Linked DNA regions of Danio rerio: region 2 is linked to region 1. The links are chromatin contacts, called in public Hi-C maps. All regions are on one chromosome and are shown on one strand. The core of a region is the stretch at or near the end of the contact, and the rest is flanking DNA. Distances in the headings are between cores, read along the strand shown.

Region 1 (3,392 bases), core at 141-2,640:
AAAATAATCATTTTTGCAATCCTTTAATTCTTTTTTATTTGTAAAGATACAGTTTTTGCGTATTGCTGTACATCCTGCGAGTTTTAGGCAATGTATTTGTAAGGGGCACAAGCAATCTGCACTTGACTTTAGAACTGCTTTCAGCTGGTCTATTGCACAGTCTATTTTAGTTCCTCAAAATAACAACATGCCAACAATGCGCCTTAACACACCTCCTATCTAGACCGGAACACTCATGAGTCCACAAAGTGGTGCAAATGAATTTGCTATTTAAACAACGTGGCACAAAACGGGAAAATTAGGGTTGCGTTGGTCTGAAAATAGTACCAAATCGCACCAAAGACGTCTTGCGCCTTATTGCGCAAGGTGTATGATAGGGCCCTGCATGTTTTGGATGTCTCCTTTGTCTGTCACACCTATTACAGGTCTTTCAGTCTCTGCTAATGAGCTGATGATCTGAATCAGGTGTGTTTGATTAAGGTGACATGGAAAAGATGCAGAGCCGTTGGTCCTCTAGGAACGTGGTTGAGAAACACTGGTAGGACGCACAAAAATTGACTATTACTAATTAACTAAACTATATGTTTACTTTTAGTAATGAAACTAAACTATTCAGCTGAATTCTAAGGTGAAAATCTATATTTCATGAACCTCTGAGACAAAGCAGCAACTATGTACAGTTCAGACGCCTCATTTGTGTCCCATAACAGGCAATAAAAATACACACAACATCTATGAGTGGGTCAGATGAACACCAGGCAGCATGCTGAATTACTTTCACGAGAAATGGCTAATGTTATGCCTGAAGTTAGGCCACACTGCAACCATACTCACCGGTAGTGTGGCGTGCTCTATAGCATTGCCCTATAGAAGATAGACAAGAGACAAGATGTAGGTCAAAGGTCGAGTTTATGACTACCAACGGGTTCAAATGTGAAGTCGGTGAACCGCACTCTCCCATATCAACTTGGCCGAAGTGTTTACGATCAACGCTGAAAGTCCCTCTGAGTGTCAAAGATGGTTTGTGGTCAGGTGGGAGAGGCTGAGGGAGCAAGCGTGACTGATGGGACTGTGGCTTTGGACACGTTATCAGAGTTTTTTGGCTGTGAAGTTGATGGCACACGCACAAATGGTCAGTTCTTGACCTTTCCTGAAAACCATGAGGAGGACATGGCGAGGCTGTGAGTACTGGGCTGCGTAAAGCAGAATGCAATACGTTCACATGCAGAGCTGGAATGTGCAAACACAATAATATAAGAGGCATATCTGGAAGAGTAGAAAACCATTTGACTGTACGTGTGTGGTTTGTTGATGTGTGTGTGAGTGTGTGTGCGCTGATGGAGAAAGTGAGACATTCAGCCTGACCGTAACCCGACCTGGGGTCGAACAAACATTGCCCCCTGTTGGTGAAATCTAGCCAACAATGTGAGGGTTGTTTTGCAGCGGGCTGAAGACAGTCATACTTCTCTGTTACTGAAAGCTTAGAAAAAGACCAGTCAGGAATTTAGGAGATTACAGGAGCGCAGGAAGCAGCATTACTGCCACCAGCCCTGGATCAGAGACAATCCTAGCCAGTCATGCAGACACAGGAAGGTGTTTGCTTGAGGCCCGTAGGAGGGGAAAACTCTTAAAAGCTTTGATTATCAGAAATCCCTCATGACAGGGGTCAAGACCGGGCTGTGCCAGCGCTAGACTTCCTTAACTGAAGCTGAAACCTCAGGTCGCGCCACACGATCTCTTTAACTCTATGTCAGCTGAGCTACACTGGGGCTCATGAACCCAGAACACTGCAATCCTCTTACCAGCAACGACAATACTTGGCCTTCCCTCAAAGTTCAAGTGTACAGTGAGTGCAATCTGCCTTAAAGCGATGGAGTCACTGAGGGGAGACTACAGGCTCAATCAAAGTACGCTTGGTACAAGAAATAGATTACAGGGCTCAGGATAACAGAACGTAAGACTATTATTTATGTATAAAACTTACAAATAGGCAAAACAGAAACGCAGTGAGTGTCTGTAGGCTGCCCACAAAAAAAAAAAAAAAACTTCTATATTGTAGTCTTAAGATACTGTTTAAAGTTTGGGATCAGTGAGATCAGTGGGATTTCTGAAAGAAGACTCTAAAAATCTAACTAGATTAGGTTAACATATTTAAAAATGGTATTTAATCCTTTGATAACAAAACTGAATTTTCTTTATTATTTCAGTTTTTAGGGTTACATAATCTAGCTGGAAAAAAAACTTTTAGTAATCTGACATACTGTACACTACCTGACAAAATTCTTGTCACCTATTCAAGTTTTAGGAACAACAAATAATAACTTGATTTCTAGTTGATTATTTTGTATCAAAAGTGTCTTATATGAAAGACAAAAACCTCTAGATTACGCTTATTTTACCAAAATAAAATATGATCATGCCTTGATTTTTAAGTATTTAATTAGGACAGTAAGGTATGACTTTGCTTAGACAAAAAGTCTTGTCACTTAACAGAAATAATGTACAGTATAGAATATAAAGTCATGGTGCAGTGGAAAAAAAAATTGTGTATTGTGCATCTTACCCTAGACATGTTCAACAATGTTCAAAACTGGTGACTGGGCTGGTCAATCCTGAAGCACCTTGACCTTCTTAGCTTTCAGGAACTTTGATGTGGAGGCTGAAGTAACCCCAAACCATTTTTGGAAATCAAAAATGAAGAAACCATTTTCTTCACCTAACTTGACTGATTTCGGTGAGAATCTTCGGTTCATGTGGGTTCCAATTGGTCTTCTGCAGTATTTTTAATGATTGGGATGCAGTTCATCAGATGATTCATCAGAAAAATCTACCTTCTGGCACTTTTCCAAATGATCAACTACAAGTCAAGTTATTATTTGTTGCTCGAACAACTGGGATCGAAAACAAGACTTTTGTCAGGTAGTGCAATGTATAAGATGTTTTTACGTTTCTTGGGCAAATAGACTTTTCTTTTTTACAATGTAAAAGCCTGTCACTGTTACTTATAACTAATATTTTGCATCATTACTAAATAAAATAAATTATTTTAGTCTACTATTAATGTTATTTCAAGGTTCAAATCTCACTATTAACAAAGTATTAAGACTTATAGCTCAATAAACTTCTAATTTGCTGCTTATTAAAATTAATAAGGTACAGTAGTTGAGTTTATGTATTGGGTATGATTAGGTAAATAGAATAAGATTATACTTTAACTTTATAAGTACTAATAAACAGTCAATATCTTATTATTAGGCAGGTAATAAATAACTAGTTAATACTTAAACTAAACTCATTGCAATTTTTGACTTGCATGAAATGGAAAAGATTGGTGTCGTAGCAGAGACTGAAATAGATTACCTTTCATAAGTTTGGGCTATGTATTTGTTTAA
Region 2 (3,442 bases), core at 18-2,517, 86 kb before region 1:
GCTACTGCAAACCAGTGTCCAGAGACATCCCAATGTGCACCGTGGATTTAATATGGAAAGAATTCTTGAGACAATTTTACAGCTAAGGTTCGCGTAATAAACTCTTTTCAAAATACCACATTATAGCCGCTGGTCTGATCTTAATTTATAACTTTTTTTTATTCATCTGAGCGTTCACAAACTTTCTTACTGCGGACAGTGAGAGAGAGAGAGAGAGACCTCCAGCGTGCACTTTATGCGCCCCACGCGCTGTCTGGGTATCATGACAGAACGGCACGGCATCATTCACAACACGGTGGCTTTTTTGGGAAACCGGCGCGCATAATTACACTGAAGCTCAATAAGAGCGCGACACTATACCTGCCCCCGGCTCGCGATCAATCTTACCCCGCGCGCAAACAGACGCGCTTAGACAAGCGGTGCTCAGTGGCTGTGTTCTCGCGCGCATCGGAAGCCAAGGACTACAATATTTCTGGAACGGAGTGCGCCTTCCTTGGCAGCCGCAAACAGATTGTTCCACGTGGATTGAGAACTGGCTGTATTAAACAAAACTGACGGCTATCTAAAACAGACAGCTTATTAACACCATGGAAATATGGCACGGAAGAAATTACACACGTGGGAATAACTAACCTGCAAGCTGTTCTTATTTTAAAGCGCAATATTGCTCACGAGTGCACACGTGCGAAAAGCATTAGTGGACGTTATCCTACTCTTGAAGTGTCTTTAACAACCCAGTTACCTGCAGGAAAAACTATATGCGCCGAGCCCGCGGTGTCTGGCGCGCCGGAGCGCTGTGCGTGCGACAGCAGGGAGACTGGAAACTTGGAAAGGCACAAGGAGAATGAGCGCTTACCTGAAAGAACCAGTGGCATGTTTCTCCGATGATGGGGAACCCCATGGAGCCCTTGGGCATGGGCAGCTTGCAGCTCTTGTCCCGTGTTGCGGTCCACCTCAGCTGCCAGAGCTGCTGGGACACGGCCAGAAGAAGTGCCATGGACACTAAACACGCAGCCAGCGTCGCCAACGCCGAGACAAGGTCAAAACTCTCGAAGAGCATGGCTGTGAACGTCCGGGGACTTGTCTCAAATATCTCTTTGGAGTGATGAGCAATAAAGTGGTTAAACCTAAAATTAGGAGAGTGACCTACTCTGTTAGATATGACTCTCTGCGACAATTATTCGAAAAAGCACAAATCCAACCCTAAAAGTTTATGTAGAGTAAATGAATAAATAAAATATAGTCGGCTATTTAATTAACAGAATGCTGGATATAACAAATCGATCTTAAATGTGTGTATATCATTTTAAATCATCCAAATCGGTGACCAATATTTCTTGAATTCATCAATTAAATTCAAATTTTTGAAGTGTAAATTTGGAGTGAACTTGTCCAACTTGAGATTGATTCGTTGTTTTAAATTTCAAAAGTAAAAAAGGCAAATATAAGTAATCAAGAAAAAGTTTTAAGTTACTTTTTGAAAATATAAAATAAATTGTTTTAGTTATAATTTTTAAATAGGCCTATATATAATCTTAAAGCTCGATATAAACTCTTTAAATACACTGAAATCAAGTAATGGTCATATGGAAGACGAAGAAATAAATGAAAGAAATAATCCTCCGAAGTTTGATGCCTATGAGCAGTAAAAATCTTCAGATGACTGTAGTGCGTCTCGCTAGCCCGTTTTCTGATGCGGTTTCACTCTCTACCTCTCTCTTGCGCTCCAGCTCTCTCTCTCTCTCTTTCTCTCTCTCTCTCTCTATTTCTCTCTCTCTCTTCACATACAGTTTCTTAATGTGAGTTCGAGTCGCACAGCGAGCCTCCAATGTGTGTTTATATAGCAGAGGCAGTGAGGCGGCATTCGGCCAGGGTGCAAGCGGCTCCCCCCTTACCCCACCCCACCGAACTGAGGCGGGGTGAAAAGTGAACGGGACGGGCGCTGGAGCGTGCGGGACCTGGAAGAGAGCCCAAACAGAAAGAGAGGGAGAGGGCGGAACACTTTCAATATTTCAAATCTCATTTACGGTCGGGAACTTGTCACCTGCCACTCGCGGAATACGCACAGGGTTAATTCATGTTGTGGACTTAAAATGCGCTCAAACTGAGGTACACTGATTACCCAAATGATGGTTTAAAACCATCACAACAAAAATGTGAAATAATACTCTACATTTTACCGGATCATATAAGCTACGGACTCTTATGCTAAATCGATATGTTCATGACTTTTTCAAAATGTTTTGATTGTTCAGATGCGCATCTGTTGCACACAGCAGCAGCAGCAGCAGCAGCAGCAGCAGTCCTCTGAACACTGCATGAGTAAGCGATTCATTCATTGACTTACGCGTTTCATATTTGTTTTGCGTTTATATTTACAACTTTCGGGGGTTGATGTTATAAGTCGATTTCTATAAAATAATGTAAATAAATCCCTCATAAACTGGCAGTGTTTTCTTAATTATATCAGATAGTCCTTGCCAAAATTATTGATATGGCCAAATATTTCGATCTGTGAAGCGCGTTTCTATGAATGCTTTACCTTTTGTGCCGATAAAAATATTCATAAAAAGTAGGCTAAAACATTTGATCTATCTATCTATCTATCTATCTATCTATCTATCTATCTATCTATCTATCTATCTATCTATCTATCTATCTATCTATCTATCTATCTATCTATCTATCTATCTATCTATCTATCTATCTATCTATCTATCTATCTATCTATCTCACAACCAGGGCTTGACCGATTCGTGCTGGTGTCATCTATCACAGATGGGACGTGGTTTCAATTACGGTCACTATCTGATCATAATCACTCAAGGGCAGCTCTGTACTGATTTTGAACATATGAGAGACAACCATTACAGAGCAGAACCCCAGCTGTTTCGCTCACCCTCTTCTCGGCGCACAGCTGATGCGCAGGATGGGACGCGCAGCTGGAGCTGGAGACTTACAGACAGACGGAGAGATGCTCTTTTCGCTTGAAAGATGATGAGAGTTCTAGAGCGCGCGCGCCTTTAGTTAAACACCATTCATTTCTCCAGTGAGAGTTTGAAACTGTGCGACTTGAGCATTCTAAGCATGCCCATTTGTCCATTTTCTAAGCCATGGTAAATCAGTCTCATTTTTGCACTGAAAAAATGCAAGAGATTTCTGTCTTTTGTGAAGTTTTCCTTAGACATTCTTTCGCTCATGTCGTCTGCCGCTGTCTACCTGCATGCGTCTCTCAACGTCACACTGCCGCCTAGCGGAGACTGAGCGAACGTCTCAGCCTCTGAATCCAGCGCACGCACCTACAGCGTTCATTATTCGTTCATTTTCTTTTCGGCTTAGTTCCTTTACTAATCTGGGGGTCGCCACAGCGGAATAAACCGCCTGTTTAACATTAGTAGGCTTCTAAAATATAATGAAAAATAATATTGGAATTAAATGAAAT

What was found. A called contact is a pair of places that touch in the nucleus more often than the background predicts.
Region 2: a Hi-C map of an unstated tissue shows a contact between it and region 1, with 2.5 times the contacts expected there. The contact joins the promoter of cyp26b1 here to the enhancer-like site in region 1. A contact is called at or near these places in 3 of 18 Hi-C or Micro-C datasets (caudal fin, embryo and an unstated tissue).

The regions. Positions count from the first base shown.
Region 1 is chr7:25,224,614-25,228,005 of GRCz12tu, reverse strand. All of the region lies in intron 18 of exoc6b (exocyst complex component 6B), which reads right to left. Among named protein-coding and RNA genes, the nearest start is that of cyp26b1, 86 kb to the left of the region's middle. Within about 2 kb of position 1,390, at least 6 of the 62 cell types and tissues checked have an H3K27ac peak or open chromatin away from gene starts, as enhancers often do.
Region 2 is chr7:25,310,547-25,313,988 of GRCz12tu, reverse strand. It overlaps cyp26b1 (cytochrome P450, family 26, subfamily b, polypeptide 1), which reads right to left and starts at 1,267. Exons shown (of 6, transcript NM_212666.1): 1 at 857-1,267. The coding sequence starts at 1,060.